Linked DNA regions of Zea mays: region 2 is linked to region 1. The links are chromatin contacts, called in public Hi-C maps. All regions are on one chromosome and are shown on one strand. Each heading gives the region's core, a stretch centred on a gene start, on an enhancer-like site or on the middle of the called end of the contact. The rest is flanking DNA. Distances are from core to core; before and after follow the strand shown.

The links. A called contact is a pair of places that touch in the nucleus more often than the background predicts.
Region 2: a contact with region 1 is called in a Hi-C map of tassel, with 3 times the contacts expected there. The contact joins the promoter of LOC103626147 here to the promoter of LOC100192519 in region 1. A contact is called at or near these places in 6 of 25 Hi-C or Micro-C datasets (bundle sheath, ear, leaf and 3 more).

What each region holds. Positions count from the first base shown.
Region 1 is chr5:28,057,799-28,061,542 of Zm-B73-REFERENCE-NAM-5.0, reverse strand. It overlaps LOC100192519 (CHS13), which reads left to right and starts at 1,566. Exons shown (of 2, transcript NM_001137739.1): 1 at 1,566-1,813; 2 at 1,916-3,079. The coding sequence starts at 1,630. The coding sequence ends at 2,904. It also overlaps the pseudogene LOC118471947.
Region 2 is chr5:28,203,862-28,207,605 of Zm-B73-REFERENCE-NAM-5.0, reverse strand. LOC103626147 (peptide-N4-(N-acetyl-beta-glucosaminyl)asparagine amidase A) reads left to right here and starts at 1,642. Exons shown (of 1, transcript XM_008646530.3): 1 at 1,642-3,649. The coding sequence starts at 1,691. The coding sequence ends at 3,508. It overlaps LOC100191311 (Syntaxin-41), which reads left to right. Exons shown (of 8, transcript NM_001136745.1): 8 at 1-193.

The sequences.
Region 1 (3,744 bases), core at 317-2,816:
ATGAGCCGTGACCTCGGCCCAAACCCAGCCTGATATAACGGGCCGTGCCGTGTCTGGGCAGTGCTTCGAGCCGGTCCACCAGATCCGGCCTAAATGTACACCTATAGCTGCATATGAACTGCCAAGCAGGTGCGCGCCACACACAACGCCATGGAGACTCGGTGGGGGGAGCATCGCATCGAGCACGACCAGGGAAAAGGTGTGTTGTGCACATCAACAGTAACCTAGCTCCACGCACTGCGTCATAGGGAATAGATGGGGGAGCGCCGCGCCGAGCAATCCTAGGGTTGGGGAGCGTCGCAGGGAGAGTGTGAATGTGCAGCAGAACCATGTTGCAGGGGAGCTGCTGTGGCGGCGGCGTCTATGAAGGAAGAAGGCTATTGGGGGCGGCTCGAGTGTTGACCGGAGGAAGTCTACCAAGGACAGCGAGGAAGGCCAATGTGAGGTGCCACAGCGGCGGGGAGCGGTGGCTGTGAGCTGGCGGCGGGGAAGGCCAAGGTGAGGTGCCACAGCGACGAGGAGCGGCGGTTGAGCTAGCGCCAGCGGTGGGGATCAGCGACGGGGAGAGGAGAAGCAGGGAGAGCGGGCATCGTCTGGATCGAGATTTTTGCTCAGGAAGTGATGATGGGGAAAGTTTGTAGTGGGTCCCAATTGCAAGTGTTGATGGAGTTGTGGGTCCGTCCTGTCAGTCACTGCAAGGTGGACGAAAACGGCATGCGGATGTATTGCTAGGCAAACGGGTGACGGGGTGGACAAAACTAAAACTAAGGGTAGACTTATGTAGTTGTCCACAACTAAGAGCGTCACTGTAAAAATCCCTTATTTTTAAGTCTAATAGGCTCATGAGAAATAAGATTAGTAGAGAATTATATAGGAGGTCATTGCTAACACATGACTCACGATCCGGAGCAAACAAGAAGGCCTCTCACAGAAGTATTGTTCTTCACCAGATGCCATGTGTTAGCAACTGACTATGACACGAACACAAGTGTTCATCGGTCAAATTAAAGAAGAGCGACCAACAGGACGTTTGCTTTCCGGCTGTTTCCCAGTTTTGGTTTCTTTTTACTTCTCTTCGTTTCTCATCTGTCAGTTCAGTTCGACGGCTGAGACCTTTGAACATATGCCCAATTCCTAGCACATGAAATGCAACGACAGAACACCTGCCACATTGCGCTAAAAGAAACATCTGCAGCAAAACATCATAGGACATAGCACCTAGCCACAAGGCTTCAGCATCAACCAACATGTAAACTGAACAGCGTTACATTTTCTAGCATCACTTCACGCTCGTACCTGCGGGACGACCATATAAGGACAAGTAGGAAAGATCACACCAACTGGATGGGCAAAAACACTGGGCAGACCAAAGAAGGGGGTGGAAAGAATGAACCATCTCCCCCCAGAAAAGAAGCGAGAGTGAGACGACCAGTCCGCGACCTACCATGTTTTCACCCATGCCTCCTCCGTCCTCCTGCAGAACCGAAACCAAACAAACACTTCCGCAAACCGCGCCACCCATTAAAAGCACCGAAGATGTGTTTGCCATGGCCTGGCCGCACCAAGAAAACCACAACAGTACAGCACTGGAAACAGAAAGGTGGACCAAGGAGCGCCCGTGCGGTGACAATGACGGACACTGGCAGCACGGACGCCAACGGCAAGAGCCAGGGCTCAAGGGGCAAGGCGATGCTGCTCGCCTTGGGCAAGGGCTTCCCTGACCAAGTCCTGCCCCAGGAGAAGGTTGCGGCGAGCTACCTCCAAGAAAGCAGCTGCGACGATCCCGACACCAGGGCCAAGCTCGAGCGCCTTTGTATGCTAAATTGGTCTTTATCTTTACCTTGAGTATCTATGTGATGATTTGATTTGCCTCTAGTAAGCAGATGAGTATTTTCCAAATGATTTTACTTTCCAGGCACGACCACCACAGTGAGGACAAGGTACACTGTTATGTCCAAGGAGCTTCTGGATAAGCACCCAGAGCTGAAGATGGAGGGTACTCCAACATTGACACCCCGCCTTGACATCTGCAATGCCGCGGTGATCGACCTTGGTGCTGCTGCAGCTCGTGCTGCCCTCCACGAATGGGGCCGCCCTGCAGCTGATATCACCCACCTCATCTACATCTCATCCAGTGAACTTCGTCTCCCGGGGGGTGACCTTCACCTGGCTGCTCGCCTTGGCCTTAGTCCAAACACCGTGCGCACTTCCCTTCTCTTCCTTGGCTGCTCCGGTGGTGCTGCTGCCCTCCGCACTGCCAAGGACATCGCTGAGAACAACCCAGGGAGCCGTGTCCTAGTAACGGCTGCTGAGACCACTGTGCTAGGCTTCCGGCCACCCAGTTATGACCGTCCTTATGACCTTGTTGGTGCTGCCCTGTTTGGTGATGGAGCCTCAGCTGTGATTATAGGAGCAGGCCCCATGGCACCAGCTGAAAATCCTTTCTTGGAGCTTCAGTTCTCCACACAGGAGTTCCTACCTGGCACTGATAAAGTGATCGATGGCAACATCTCAGAGGAAGGAATTAATTTTAAACTGGGGCGTGATTTGCCTGAGAAGATTGAAAGCCGCATAGAAGGGTTCTGCAGGACTCTCATGAACCAGGTAGGGATAAAGGATTTCAACGATGTGTTTTGGGCTGTGCATCCTGGCGGACCAGCAATACTAAACAGGCTTGAGATCTGCCTTCAACTTCAGCCAGAGAAGCTCAAGATTAGCAGGAAGGCTTTGATGAACTACGGAAATGTGAGCAGCAATACAATCTTCTATGTGCTGGAGTACTTGAGGGACGAGTTAAAGAAAGGGACAATAAGTGAAGACTGGGGATTGATCTTGGCTTTTGGCCCAGGCATCACCTTCGAAGGACTTCTAGTCCAAGGTGTTAAGAAAACATTCACAAGCTAATATAACAGAGGGAAGGTTTGCATAGCAAGCATAAAGATTAATCATATATACAGAAACATAGGATAAAGAGCATAGATGCATTGGTGAAAGCTGTGCACCGCGTAGTACATCGCTAACATTTTACTGTATTTATGTGTTTATCTATCAAACAATGTAAGTAGTTGAGTTTGCCTCCAAGAAAAACATTGCAGAAATAAGGCATTATACAGCCTGTTGTTCCACTGTACTATGCACTAATTGCAGGATTTACTTCAATACAGATTTATGCATGAGTCAACTGATTACATCGCAGCTATCATATTTTCAAAGGAAAAGCAGAGCAATTATGTGATGAGGCATCAAACACACATTACAACAAACATGTTAAGATGATAGATAGATAGATAGATAGTATATGTATCATGTATCAGGATCTCCTAAGCACTTCAACAAATATAAACTTTAACATCATTTCAAAATTATTAAAAGACAAAATTCAGCAAGTTCTTACAGTAAAGGGAGCATCCATTACATCCTGATCTAACCACGGACCTTGCAAAATAAACTCCAGTGACAACAAGAAGGCAACTTTGGATCCCATGTTGAAAGCCTATCTTCTTTGCCATCATCATTCCAAGTCCAAAATGCATGAAAGCCTAGCAAATCATGGATTCAAATTTGTTGTTCCCTCTTTGAAAAAAAAATTCGCCAACAACCTTCTCCCAAGCAAGTTTAGCATCGCCTTTCACAAGAAAGGCCATCTTGGCAACAACATCCTTGGCCTCTGCTGACCTGCCTGCCTTCACCAAACCCTCTACCAAACCTTTAACAGCCTCAAATGGTGGTGCTGCCTTCATTGCA
Region 2 (3,744 bases), core at 393-2,892, 150 kb before region 1:
TGAGTTGTATCATACATCAGGGTATCGGAAATCAGAAAGTAGGTTCAGTTCCTGTGTCATCTCTTTTCTGCTTTATGTTGTCTGCCCTTCTATTTTGAGCTAGCTTTGAAGTGGCATTTCATTGTACCATATCCTAACAATTGTTCTGACAACTTTCGCCCGGGTAGTCGGATATGCAATGAGATTTTGTGCTAGTGTGGCGAAAGGGCCTCCAGGCTATCATATCGCTCTGCCGATTAACCAGCGGTGTCCTGCTGCTGCCAGTCTACCATATCGCTCTGTCGAAAGAGCATCTTCACGAGGAGTCCTATACCTGAACGGAGTTCTATTTTAAAATATCACCAAAAAATTGTTCCAGCGGGATTTTATTTTAAAAAATCATCAAATAATTATAGGACTTAGTATCACAGGTCCTAAATATACCTATGCTCATTTTGCACAGTATTTCTAACCTTTTCATTTGTTTTTTTCGGATTGTTTTTTTTCGGATTAAAATCAGTTGTTCGAACTGCTGTTAAAATCTATAGAGACAAAATACCGAGAAAAAAAAATTCTTTCCATCCCAAATACAAACACTCCTTTGCAGCCTCTCACATCCTATACATGGAGGCTCATATAAATAGAAGAAAAAATAAATTCATAAGGGGTTACTTTGTAAATTTTGATATGTTTTTGTGGGCCTTCAGGTAGTGAATATGAGAGGCTGCAAATGGGTATGTTTGCATGCAAATGGGTATGTTTGCATCCGAAATGCAAATATTTTTGAACAATAGAAACTGTTTCGGATTAAAGTCAGACAGACGAACAGCTGTAAGATCCCAAGCCATGGATGGTTTGATCTGCTGGTCCCAAGCCATGGATCCGTTCAGGGATGATGTAAGTGTGCTGGTGGTAACGTAAGATCCCTGTGTTGTAGAATCTATCGACTAGGATCGTAGAATCAGGCCCAGCCCCCCCTTAGTTATGATCGTTGGCAAAAACGCACATTTTAGCAGCTACATCTAGTATCGTGGGCCCTGAACGGTTGCGTACAGGCGCACCATCCCAATCAGAGAGGAGAATCATCAGAGCAGCCAGCCCCTGAAGCAAAGCAAGGCAAAGTTGCCTCCCAGTCCTAGCCAGCCACCACTTCAGACAGGCCCCAGAGGATTTGTTGAGAATACTACTTCCTATAAATTTGCTTCATCTAATACCAGCGTAGGATCTGCATTTCTGCCACTCAGAATCGGAGCAGATATAGAACAGGATCACAGGACCTTCTGGCTTCTGGGAATGCGTATGCTTCTCCTTTCCAGCGACCATTCTTGTAAACATTGTAGCAATCTGAGCCATACACAGGTACAGAACATAGCTAATGTTCGGCCCTCCTGCAGCACCTGTCTGCATTACTAGTTTAACTTCACTGACCCATGCTAAGTTAAACTTGCAATCCAAACCTGATCAAACATTTAGCTACATCATTAGGCTCCATTACCTCAGTTAGCGAGGCCTAGTGTCGCTGTGTGACTTGCAGTCCAATTTACCGTCACTCCATCAGGGAATAAGAGCATTGCATGGTCCCTGAAAATGGAGTGCGCTCTACTTCACTTCTACTCTTTACCGCCCTTTTTAAATCCCCTCCACGGCAAGAAGCGCGCCAAAGCACCAGCTAGGGCCTCTCGCTGTCCTCCACCCCTAACGCAGCAGAGACATGGCCAGCTCCTACGTGCGACTCCTCGTCCTCGTCATGGCCTCCCTAGTCCCGGCTTCCGTTGCTTCGCTCCCTCACAAGCTCCGTCTCTCTGCCTCGGACGTCGCCGCGCTCGGACCGCTGGCACCGCGGCCGCCCGCGCCGGACCAGCCGACCGTCTTCTTCGAGGTGGACCGGCCGCACCGGCCGCCGCCGGGCAGCTTCGGCCCGTGCTCGACGCTGCTCCTCTCGCACTCCTTCGCGTACACCTACGCCAAGCCCCCCGCCACGGTCGCCTACTCGCCGCCGCCGTGCCTGGCGGCGGCGGGCGGCCGCGCGGCCGTTATCTCGCTCGCCGTCCTCGAGTGGCGCGCTACGTGCCGCGGCGTCCAGTACGACCGCGTCTTCGGCGTGTGGCTTGGCGGCGCCGAGCTCCTCCGCGGCTGCACCGCTGAGCCGCCCATCCAGAGCGGCGCCGGCGTCGAGTGGACGGTCTCCAAGGACGTCACCAAGTACGCGTCACTCCTCGCCGCCCGCGACCCCACCACGCTCGCTGTGTACCTCGGCAACATCGTGGACCAGCAGTACATCGGGGTCTTCCACGCCAACGTCACGCTACACCTCTACTTCCGCCACCCGCCGCCGCCGCCGCCGCAGCCCGGGCTAGGCCCCGCCGACGTCGTCGCTCCGATATCGCGGAGCCTCCCGTTGAACGACGGCCTGTGGTTCGAGATCAAGGACGACTTCGACATCGCGTCCGCGAGCATCACAGTGCCGGCCAACACGTACCGTGCCGTTCTCGAGGTGTACCTCTCCTACCACTCGGAGGACGAGTTCTGGTACGGGAACGCCGCCGGAAACGGCCCGTTCCGCGAGGTCGCTGTTCAGATCGACGGCGACTTGGTCGGCGTCGTGTGGCCGTTCCCCGTGGTCTACACCGGCGGCATCAACCCGTTGCTCTGGCGACCGATCACCGGCATCGGCTCGTTCAACCTCCCATCCTACGACATCGAGCTCACGGCTTTTCTGGGCAAGCTGCTGGACGGCGAGAAGCACGAGGTCGCGTTCACGGTGACCAACGCCATGGACACGTGGTTCGTCGACGCCAACCTCCACCTCTGGCTGGACCCCAGGGGCGCAGCCACGGCGGCGGGCATTGTCAGCTACGACGCGCCGCCGCTGGACACGGCCACCGCGACTCTGCCCGATGGCCCTAACAACGGGCTCTACTACACGACAGCGTTCCGACACGTCTCCGCCTCCGGGTGGGTGCACACGCCGTCGTATGGCAAGGTCACGGCGACGTGGACGCAAAGGTTGGGCTACGAGAACACTATCAACTTCCGCGACAGCTTTTTCCAGCCGGAGGTGAACCAGACCACGGACGCGTACTCCGCCGCCCACGTCGCGGACCACGCCGGCGTGCTGTACGCGCAGGAGGCGCAGCAGAGCTTCACGCTGTACAAGTTCGTGGGAGTGGTGAACCAGACCGACGTCGACTCGTACACCGCGGCGACGAAGGTGCAGCTCGGGTTCAGCGACGACCGCGTCGCCGCCGGCCGGTCGGGGTTCTGGGCCCGGTCGCTGAGCAACTCGCAGGAGTGCGCCCGGGACGTGGACGTCGAGGACGGGGAAGCCGTCCGGGAGTCGTGGGCCGCGCGCCAGACGTACAGGTATGAGGCCTCCGACGCATGCTTCTTCCGGAACGTGACCAGCCGAGGCAACAACGTGGTGTCCGACCACTCCGACGAGACCTGCGTGAAGGAATCGCCAGCCGCCGCCGGTGGCATTGCAGAGCGGGCGGCGGCCGCAGTAGCACCGCGGCTGAGAAAGGAATAGAGCTGAGATGGTCTGCTTGTGGTGGATAAGGATAACTGAAAGAGCGTGTTGGTTTACTTTTTTCGCAGAACGATGAAAAAACGAGCACCACACCATAACATATATACATTGGAATAAGGTGGATCCTTGAATTGAAATTCATTCTTATAATTACAATTTAGATATAAATTAGGTAAAGTAATATAACTATATACATTTGTATATCACCGTCGGTCACATAAGTGAGGTGTTTATAT